2 separate regions of the Macaca fascicularis genome follow, and region 1 is linked to region 2. Evidence: chromatin contacts called from public Hi-C data. All regions are on one chromosome and are shown on one strand. The core of a region is the stretch at or near the end of the contact, and the rest is flanking DNA. Distances in the headings are between cores, read along the strand shown. Region 1 holds the start of MYOM1 (myomesin 1). Region 2 overlaps MYOM1 (myomesin 1).

Evidence for each region. Hi-C and Micro-C count contacts between places; a contact is called where the count stands out from the background.
Region 1: a contact with region 2 is called in a Hi-C map of liver, with 2.8 times the contacts expected there. The contact joins the promoter of MYOM1 here to the enhancer-like site in region 2. A contact is called at or near these places in 2 of 2 Hi-C or Micro-C datasets (liver and skeletal muscle).

The regions. Positions count from the first base shown.
Region 1 is chr18:71,845,018-71,850,180 of T2T-MFA8v1.1, forward strand. MYOM1 (myomesin 1) reads right to left here and starts at 2,663. Exons shown (of 40, transcript XM_074022762.1): 1 at 1,716-2,663. MYL12A (myosin light chain 12A) reads left to right here and starts at 3,052. Exons shown (of 5, transcript XM_065534076.1): 1 at 3,052-3,160; 2 at 4,862-4,962.
Region 2 is chr18:71,745,754-71,750,903 of T2T-MFA8v1.1, forward strand. It overlaps MYOM1 (myomesin 1), which reads right to left. Exons shown (of 40, transcript XM_074022762.1): 14 at 2,028-2,227. Among named protein-coding and RNA genes, the nearest start is that of MYOM1, 99 kb to the right of the region's middle. Within about 2 kb of position 3,543, at least 1 of the 6 cell types and tissues checked has an H3K27ac peak or open chromatin away from gene starts, as enhancers often do. A contact at or near this core is called in liver, where this site is marked.

The DNA.
Region 1 (5,163 bases), core at 1,413-3,912, 98 kb after region 2:
ACTGATTATCTGCAAGTCAGGATGGGGCCTTCAATCAAATTGGCCAGCACTTTGATCTTGGACTTTCCGGCCTGCAGAAGTATGAGAAATAAATTTCTGTTGTTTAAGCCACCCAATGTATAGTATTTTGTATGGCAGCTAAAGCAGACTAGTAACAGAATTGAAAAGAAAAGAATAGAAAATTTTGAAAAACATTATAGGTAGTCAAGTATTTCTTAGTGAAATAAATTTCTTACTCTGAGTATTGGTCAAAAGATTGAGGGAGGATGGCTTGAGCCTGGGAGATGGAGGCTGCAGCGAGCTGTGATCAAGCCACGGCACTCCAGCCTGGGCAATAGAGCAAGACTCTGTTTCACTCTATTTGGAGCAGAATTCAAGTCTCCAAACTTTTAGTAAAAACGTGAGAAGGAGATTATCACGCGGAGATAAAGATCTCCCATAGGGTCCAAAAGGGTAGATATATCAGAAAGATTCAGAGGCCTTTGATGGTGGGTCCAGTCATCAAAACTGAACATCAAAACACTAGGTGGACATTTGAAGAACATTTTAACGAGATGTTATTTTTCCACATTGGTTGACTAACCATTTCTAAATCCATAGTTGTGGAATGAATAAATGAATGAACACAGACTACACAATTCCTGTTCATCTTCAATCAGCCAGGCTCTCTGATCACCTCCAGACAATCAGGCGTGCTGCTCCCTCTGCCTGGCATGTCTCTCTCCTTTTCTTTCCCCACTGAATTAATTCTAGAATCAGCTCTTTAACATCCCCTGGGGGACACCTTCCACTAGTTCCCAGACAAGTTTATTCTTCGTTTGTGCTCCTTCAATAGGCCCTAACTAACTGTACCCTAATTATTATATCTGTTCCACCCTTGTTCCCTGATACCCCGCTAACTCCGCATTCTTTCTATTCCCCCCCGCCCCCATCCCCAAGGTAGCAACAACTATGTTCTGTTCCAGAAAACATAAGCCACAGCCCCCACCACAGTGCTTGGCAAGGCGGTTGCCGCTTAATACCTGCTGACTGAGTGGCAGGAAGACAAGGCAATTACCTGACTCAAATAGGTGGGAACTGAACAATGAGATCACTTGGACTCGGGAAGGGGAACATCACACACCGGGGCCTATCACGGGGAGGGGGGAGTGGGGAGGGATTGCATTGGGAGTTATACCTGATGTAAATGACGAGTTGATGGGTGCAGCACACCAACATGGCACAAGTATACATATGTAACAAACCTGCACGTTATGCACATGTACCCTAGAACTTAAAGTATAATAAAAAAAAATAAAATAAAATAAAAATAAAAAAATAAAAAATAAATTTAAAAAAAAAAAAGAGAAGCAAAAGAATGCTGCCTTCAAGCTGAGGGGAAGACTGAATTGTCCGTTTCCTTCCGCTCTAGTGTCCTCAGGAGAGGACGTTGGCGGAGCTGGTGCTCTCGCGGTGGCAGGCCACCACCCTGTGGAGGTGTCATGCACTGCAAGTGCTCGCAAGCTCCAGGAACAAACGCAGCCGCGCAGTTGTCTGGGGTTTGCCCCGTCGCTGCCAGCCCTCTCGCTGAGTCCCCGCCCTCGCTGATAAAAGCCCGCTTGGGACCCCCGTTACGTGGATGGCTTCCCAGGACCTGCCCTTAAAGACTCTGATTTAGTGCGTTGGAAATGACGCAATTATTTTTATTTTTAATTGGTACCCCAAGTAATTCTTACCATCAAGGAAGTCTGGGAAACAGATCACGTTTGTTTCAATCACCTGTGGAACTGGAGCGATTTTTTTTTTCCCCGGTGACTTTATCACGAAGTTAACTTTGGAATATGCTAGTGGTTAATACACGGAATGTTCCCGAGATCCCTCAAGAAAGAAGCTACGAATACTTAGAAGACACTATTCCGCAGCGTTTACAGTTAACACTGTCCGTTCCAGAAGGATTCGAGTGACGGCCTGCTTTGAAGGCGAAGACCACAGGGCAATCCAAGCTTCAGAAGGGTTCTGGCCACGGGAGCCACACTGGTCACTGTCCCCTAGTGCTGGGATGACGGCTCGAGTGTTAGAGGATGCCACTCACTCCTCTGGTAGATGAGGTCAGAGAGCTGAGGGGACCAGAACAAGTCTTCCTTATCGGATTCCGGGCGGAAAAAGAGAAAGTCCTCCCGGAGTTTAATAAGAGTCATTGTTGCGAATTGTTCTAGGCAAGGAGAACTCAGGAGAAATAGGCCCAAGTTTTGATTTCTGTTTTCACCAAGCCGCGAGTCCTAATCGTAGCAAGAGGTGCAGGGGAGTCGCCTTCCTTCCCGCCTAGTGGGACCCAAGTCAGGCTGTCTTTGTTAGCCAGGGTCAAAGGGGCTCTGCCAGGGAAAAACGACGGCAAATGTTTTTCAAGAGGGAGGAAGTCTCCAGCCACATGTGACCTTATGAAATCCGTCTGGGCCAAAAAGATAGTGGACGCTTGGCTGAGGGCCCCAGGGACACAGGTTTCCTCCTGTAAGGAGGAGGCGGGACTCTTCATAAAATTACACTGCACACAGAGCTAGCATCAAGGTCCACTCCCGGGCTACACACACAGCTCCGAGGCCCTCAGGCGGAGACCCAGACCCCGCGAGGGGCGTCAAGTGCAGGCACACTACCGCGGAGGCTGGAGCCCGGCCTCGGGGCGGAGCGAGGGCCAGTCACGTGTGTCCGCTGCCGTCTCCTCGATTTCCCTACAAGGACTTGGGCCGACGGGCCCCGCCCTTCGCCGTGCCCTGGAATGTGCGACCAAGCAAAGCCACAGCACGGACGCAACCATCTGCGGAAAAGATAGGGGGGAGGAAGACTTAACACTGCAACAAGAGGTACAAAAAAGACGGAAACTCAGTGAACAGGACCCAGCGAACCATGATATATTGCTTTATACTCTAGGTCGCCCACTTTAGGCTTCCTTCTCGTGCACTTGGTCAATACCGCGCTCGCTGACCACACTGGCGACTTCCCTCCATGTCGCCCCTCCGAGAAGTCTGGCCCACTCTGCGGGCCAAGAAAGGTGACCGGGCTTCCTTCCGGCTTGCTAAGCGGAGGCCGGAAGCGGTGGTTTTTAGCGGCTCTCTGGGTAGTAGGGTGGTGTAGTAGCGGCAGCGAGGGGCTCGCAGAGGTACTCGGATTCTCGTAGCTGTGCCGGGTGAGTGGCACTCGCGTTCGGGCGCGGGACACCCATCCCGGGGACCCGTCTCCGCGGGGCAGCTGGAGGGCGGCGGGGCTCCTGGCGCCGGGAGCGCACCTGGGCAGGTGTGCCACCCAGGTCCCCGGTTGTGGGATCCGAGGCCATGGCTGGGAGTGGCCCAGACCGAACTTCGCTCCGGTGCCCAAACTTGGAGCCCGGGAAATGCGGCTTCGCTCACTGGCGACTTGATCTTGGACGACTGCCGGGCCCGCGAAACCCGACCCCTGCAGAGCTGATCCCGGGACTATTTTTGTTTCTAACGTCAACTTGCCCGATTCGAGAGGGTTTGCGCAAAAAACGTAGCCCATTGTCCCCCCGCTGCAGCTGTTGCAGCTGTGTGGCTACATTTAGTAGGAATAACCAACTCAAATTGGGAAGTTCTTCAACTCAGTACCCGTTTCTGTAATTAGAACTTTTTTTCTTTAAGCGATGAAATTTTGGTCAAAGAGATCTGGAGTTTAGTTTGTGGCTCCAGGAAAAACTCCAAAATATAATGCCTTGTCCCATGTGGGGGGAAAGTTTGGGCTAATTCAATTCTCCATGGAAGTGTTTTCTTTTAAAGTAGTTTAGTAGGTATATGAATGTATCTATCAATTTCTTGAGAGACCTATGGATTTAGCAGAGATTTTAACTTAAGTGCAAAAAGTTTTATATCTAAAGGCGAATAAAGCGAATATTTCTTAAAATTATTGGTATTTGTTTTATGTTCTGGAAGGGCTCTGATAAACGGTCATCAGAAAAGCACTTTATTTTCAAAAGCGAGGCTTTACTGGCAAGTCAGCCCTAACAGCCAATTTTCTGTCCAGTGGTGAGAACTTTTGGGTGTGGCAGTCCTAGAGAACGAATCCTACCTTCAACCGGAAGTTTGCATAAGAAATGAAAACTTGGTTTACTTGGAACTGAAGCACTAACTTGAAAATACACTTTTTAAAAATTGCGGTTAGCACCAGAAAATAAATTACACTTTTTTTTTTAAGTGCATTGATTAAATGAGGTGGTGTATTTGTTCAGGGTTTAAAAAGCCGACCAAATGATAGGTGCTATCACACTACGCAGTGTTTTGTAAGATGGTAGTTTTTTCTTGAAGAATATCTGATATTTCTCAGAATATTATCAATCTGAGTGTTCGTTTTGTAGAAAAAGTTTCTAGGTTATTTTACATTTATTGCCAGTTTGTAAATGCTGGACTCTAGGGTTCTAACCAGAGCACTCTAATGTATATATTGGTATGGATTAATCCCATTTTATAAGTGAATATAGTTTCTAGAGATCTGAAAAATCTTCTCGTGTCCTTTGGTGTGTGGGGAAAGCCACTTTGAGAATCTGTTCTATTTCTGCCACCTATTAATCTAGTCTAACATTTTCTTTAATTGTGTTGTGTATCTCGTTATAGCCCATAATGATTCTGAGTTAAAACACAAAATAAAAAACAGATTCATTGCCACCAGCGTTCACCTCCCCTGACTTAAAAAAAGGTTATGTTCCTTTAGATTAATCTGTAAACTCAGTCTCCTGACTGCCCTTCATTCACTTTCTCATGCTTCTGAAATCCTCTTATATTTTGTAGAAGCATGTTCTTAACTCTCCTTGCTTTACAGTTTCATACAACATATACTCCTTCACACCAAAGATCTTTCATTTAATCCTTCAAAAATAAAGATCCAGGCCGGGTGCGGTGGCTCACGCCTGAAATCCCAGCACTTTGGGTGACTGAGGCGGGTGGATCACGAGGTCAGGAGTTCAAGACCAGCCTGGCCAAGGTGGGTGAAACCCCGTCTCTAACAAAAATACAAAAATTAGCCAGGCGTGGTGGGGGGCATCTGTAATCCCAGCTACTCCGGAGGCTGAGGCAGAGAATTGCTTGAACCCTGGAGGTAGAGGTTGAGATGTGCCATTGCACTCCAGCCTGGGCGACAGAGCGAGACTCCATCTCAAAAATAAATAAATAAACAAATATAAAT
Region 2 (5,150 bases), core at 2,293-4,792:
TATTTATCTGTCATAATAAGATGAAAGAGGAGAGGGAGTGCTGATCCTGCAGTAAAGCTCAGCAAAGCAAATCTTTCCCATTACATTTTGAAAAACATTATCTCCAAAGGAAATCAGTTGAGATCCTGAGCAAGGAAAATGAATGATACGGGTACAAAGTTAAAGAGGAAATTTCACTTGTATGATCCCATAAACATCAGAAAGAGAGAGTGGTTCTACTCTTGCATTAACCAGGGGACTTTCTGTCAGAGTTTGTGCAAAAACGGAAAGGCGGTGAAGAAGATAACTTATTTTCAATTCAAACAAATCTTATTTTGATTAGAATTGATAAAAGAGGAGAAAACAAATGTATGAGATGGAATTTGCAAGTTCAGAAAAGAGGGCAGGAAGTCAGAGGGTTGGTGAAAAGTGACTGAAGAGCAATCAAGGAGCCTGATGGGACACGGTTGCTGGGGAAATGGTAATATTATTATTATCATTTTGAGATGGAGTCTCGCCGTCGCCCAGGCTGGAGTGCAGTGGCGTGATCTTGGCTCACTGCAACCTCTGCCTCCCAGGTTCAAATGATTCTTCTGCCTCAGCCTTCCAAGTAGCTGGGATTACAGGTGCCTGCCACCACGCCTGGATAATTTTTTGTATTTTTAGTAGAGATGGGGTTTCGCCATGTTGGCCAGGCTGGTCACGAACTCCTGACCTCAGGTGATCCACCCACCTCGGCCTCCCAGAGTGCTGAGATTACAGGTGTGAGCCACCACAACCAGTCAGTGACTTTATTTTAATTAGACTTTTATGATGCCACTACATGTACTGAAGGTAAAGAATAACACTGTGATGGAGCATAGACCAGCAGTCCTCTACAAAGGTGATTTTGCCCCTCAGGTGATATTTGGTAGTGTCTCCATGACACTGCTGGTATCTAGTGGTTAGAGACAAGGGATGTTGCTCAGCCTCCGGCAATGAACAGGACACCCCCAGCCACCTCCCGCAACGACAAAGAATTACTGGCCTAAAATGCCAGTAGGGCCAAGGTTGAGAAGCCTGGCATAAGACTGAAATGTTACTATCCAACACTTCTCGTAATGTCATTTTATGTTCCCTATTGTTGGAGACGCCATATGGGTTTCCATGAAACAAGTATAGGGCATGATTCATGTACCATGGTTTTGACATTAAGACTTGGAGACTAAATTTATTAAAAGATTATTATTATTGTTATTATTGAGACAGGGTCTCACTCTGTTGCCCAGGCTGGAGTGCAATGGTGTGATCACAGCTCACTGCAGCCTTGACCTCCTGGACTCTAGCAATCCTCGCACCTCAGCCTCCTAAGTAGCTGGGACTTACAGGTGTATGCTACCATGCCTGGCTTTTTTTTTTTTTTTTTTTTGTAAAGATGGGGTCTTTCTATGTTGCCGGGGCTGCTCTCAGAACTCCTAGGCTCAAGCAATCCTCCCATCTTTGCCAAGTGCTGGGATTACAGGTGTGAGCCACCACGCCTGGCCTGAAAAGATGATTTTTGACAGTCTAATATGAGAACTCAAACCTAGATTAGACATAATGTTGTCTATCTGTTTTTCCTTTGATATAGAGAGACGTACTGTGCTGAGATATTAGTGCTCTAAGGGAGGACTCCAAGGTAAAGAAATAGACCTAGAGGCAGAAAAAAAAATTATTTTTGGAATGTATAATAATGGGAATAAGAATGTTCTCCAGGCTCTTTGCTTTCATACTTCATTCCACACACAATGCCTGGAACTCAGTTTAACAATATAAATGTTTCTGAATAAGATAAAATAAAATAAAATAAAATAAAATAAAATAAAATAAAATAAAATAAAACCCTTAAGAGAATGACTAAGGCAAAGTTTTTGGGGGATTTTTCCCCCTCGGATTTTCTGATGAAAAAAGGATTTCTTGTTCTTGTCTCCCTCTAGTGGAAGGGAGAGGAACAACCTTGCAATGAAGCTGATTCTTGCAGTCATTTTAAAAAGGTTTAGGGAAGGTCCTGAAAAATGAAAAGTGCTTACTTTTAAGTCTAGCTTTCTCAGCTGGATCCAGAGCAGCCACGGGCTCGGAAACTCGAGATGGGAAACCTATTCCCGTTTTATTCACAGCTCGAACTCGGAAGATATAGGAACGACCTTCGATCAATCCAGTGACAGGAAAACGAGCAAACTTCACAGGTGTGTCATTGCACTGCGACCAGTTATCTGTGCCCACCTCACACCTAAAGGAATGAGCATGATTGACAAAACTAGTAAAAGAAGTATGGCTTAATGAATATCTCCAGAGCTGCAAAATCACCCAGTTGTTTCAGATCTCCCAGTAAAACATCCAAGTCAGGCGTGGCTCGCTAGCTGCTGAACTGCAGGCACCCAGTTTCACTCAAATGCACTGTGTCTTCTTTACCAAGAGGAAAGAAGCCTCAGATCCTTCCTGAACGCATAAAAGGCAGGCATCTGAGGGGTCTTGTGTACAAAGCAGAGGGGTTTGGGGGCTGCTGGGCTAAGCAGATAAATATACCCAATCTTAGCACTGGAGAGGACCCCCAAACATCCCCCCGGCGGATGCCTTCAATTCTACCATTAGTGACTTCTCTGTCTTCCTTAGGTATTTCCTTTGAAAAACAGAGATATTATTGAGAAAACTGGCGTCGTAAAAGATAGCTATTTGCACTGTAGTTTGGAGACTAGTTCACCATATTTTCTCACTTGATGGTCATTACATCCTGTATAGAGGGTAAGGAGGTTATTGTGGAGATGTTTGTTTCTTTAACTGAAGAGACTGATGAGAGGTGGGGAGATGCCCAGGCCTGGCAGGGGCAGATTGAGTAGGTACTTGGAAACACTGATTTCTAATTGAGTGCTTTTACAGCAGTTGGTACCTGGGGATGGAGTGGGTCACTCCCAGCAGACAAATGTGACAACTCTTATCATGCTGTTGGCCTGATCAACGAAGCTTTAGGGGCTCAACATGTGACTAAATTTTACAGCATTAGGATTAAGCAACTCTTACCTTTTTTATGAGCAGAGTGCTGCACTTTTAGTTCATATCATTTCCCCAACATGGGCTCTATGTCCAAAATGTATAATTCCCAAATGATTCTCAGGGGCCTGGGGGCTGCCAGTGGCAGGACAGAGGCGGCTGGTGTGGGAAGTTTATCTCCCCTCCTCACAATCACCTTCCTCTCTTTGATATAGACAATAGACAATTTCCTTGCGTAAAGTGGAATAGACAACTTCCTCCCTTTCCTTATGTAAAGTGTTGTCTGTCAAACGTGGCTTCGATCCCTGCCTTCCATCCACTTCCCCTAATCCTCCTTGGTAGAAATTCTGGAGCTGCTAGGATTTTGGGGAGGTGGGGCGGTGGCAGAAGCCGATAGGGCCAGGACAATTCTTCAAACTACACCTGTCTCCAGAGATTCTGCCAGGACTCAGCCTCTTCTCTGTGCGATACTGTGGTGACCCAGTGACACTAGAGGATCCTTCCTAACCTCATGTGGGCAGAAAGAAAGGCGGGACTCACGGCTCCTGACACTGTCCGCAGCACGTTGGAGCAGAAAGAACACAAACCTACAGCCAGGCTCCCAGCTGAATTCTAGTTCTGCTACTTCTTACCCGCGTGATCTTGGGCGAGTTAGTGCTTCCTCACTGATATGTGGTCTTGGGCCTCATTTCCTACTTGAAATAAAAGCAACGACCTCACAGGGTGGTTATGGGTTAGTGGTTAATATATGCGAAGTGTTTAGAACAATGCCATGCACACAGTAAATGCCTAATAAATCATAGCCACAAGGTGGGTATTTTCATTACGACTAAGGCCAGAGGAGAACAAAATGTACTGATTGTCCCTGGCCTTTCACTGGTCAAAGTGTAAAAATCCCTTGGAAATGTGCCAAAGACAATAAAGCACAAAAAAGAATATATCTAAACCTTCACAATTCATCACTACTAAATGATGAAATGTTGTGGAAGCATTTTTTCACATGGATGGTTAAATAGTATATAATTTATTAGAAATATTTCTTACAAATAGTTCTGAGCACAATCGCCTGTATTTATGTACTGCGAGGTTCAACGCACCCTTGGTGCAAACTCATTGTGCTAATACGACACACATTGTCCGTCTCTAGTGATTTCTACAATGAGGTTTCATTACTCAAAAATGAAAAGAGAATTGGAGCAATGATCTGAATAGAAACCAAGTCAGAGAACAATGTTATTTAGGCCAATAATCTAAACTTGCTGTCTGTATTGTCCAAACTCATGTCATAATTAATGTGTAAAGCCCAATTACTATAAATATCAGAGCCTCTAAAGTTTTGGAGAATGTAGACACCACTTGTAGATAGTGCATAATTTGCTACTATTGATTTTTTGTTGTTACTTCTTTGTATAACTTGGAAACACATCCTGAGGTAGAAATAAGACTTTGGTAGTATTACCAAAGTAAATATTCTTAAATTATTGACATATTAGGAATATAGACATTAACTATGCTGAATTCCAATTATTTCATTTCCAAGGTGGCCTCTATGAGGTCTACAAATTCATAACATTCTTGCCAAATTAGTGACATAAGCTGGTAGCCAAATTCAAAAAAATTCATCTTTGGAATTTAGGTAAATAATTAATTCATTTTTGGAACTTTTACCTAAATTCCAAAGAAGGATTTTTTGAATTTGACTACCAGCTCATGTCACTAATTTGGCAAGAATGCTATGAATTTGTAGACCTAATAGAGACCTAACAGAGGCCATCTTATAAATGAAATATATATATATATACACACACACACCCCTATTTACCTAAGTTCCAAAGATGAATTTTGTGACACTATGATATGAGCTGTCACATTTGTCTGCTGGGAATGACCCACTCCATCTGCAGGTACTAACTGCTGTAAAAGTACTCAATTAGAAATCGGTGTTTCCAAGTACCTACTCAACATACACACACACACACACACACACACAGAGGTACTTATAATGGGTATATATACCCATTTTATATATATATACATATATGTAGGACCATTATATGTATGTGTGTCTATGTATGTGTACGTATGTGTACATCTATACACACACAGAGAAAGAGAGAGCGAGAGACTGAGACAGAGACAAATAGAGAAAAAGAAAGATGAAGAGA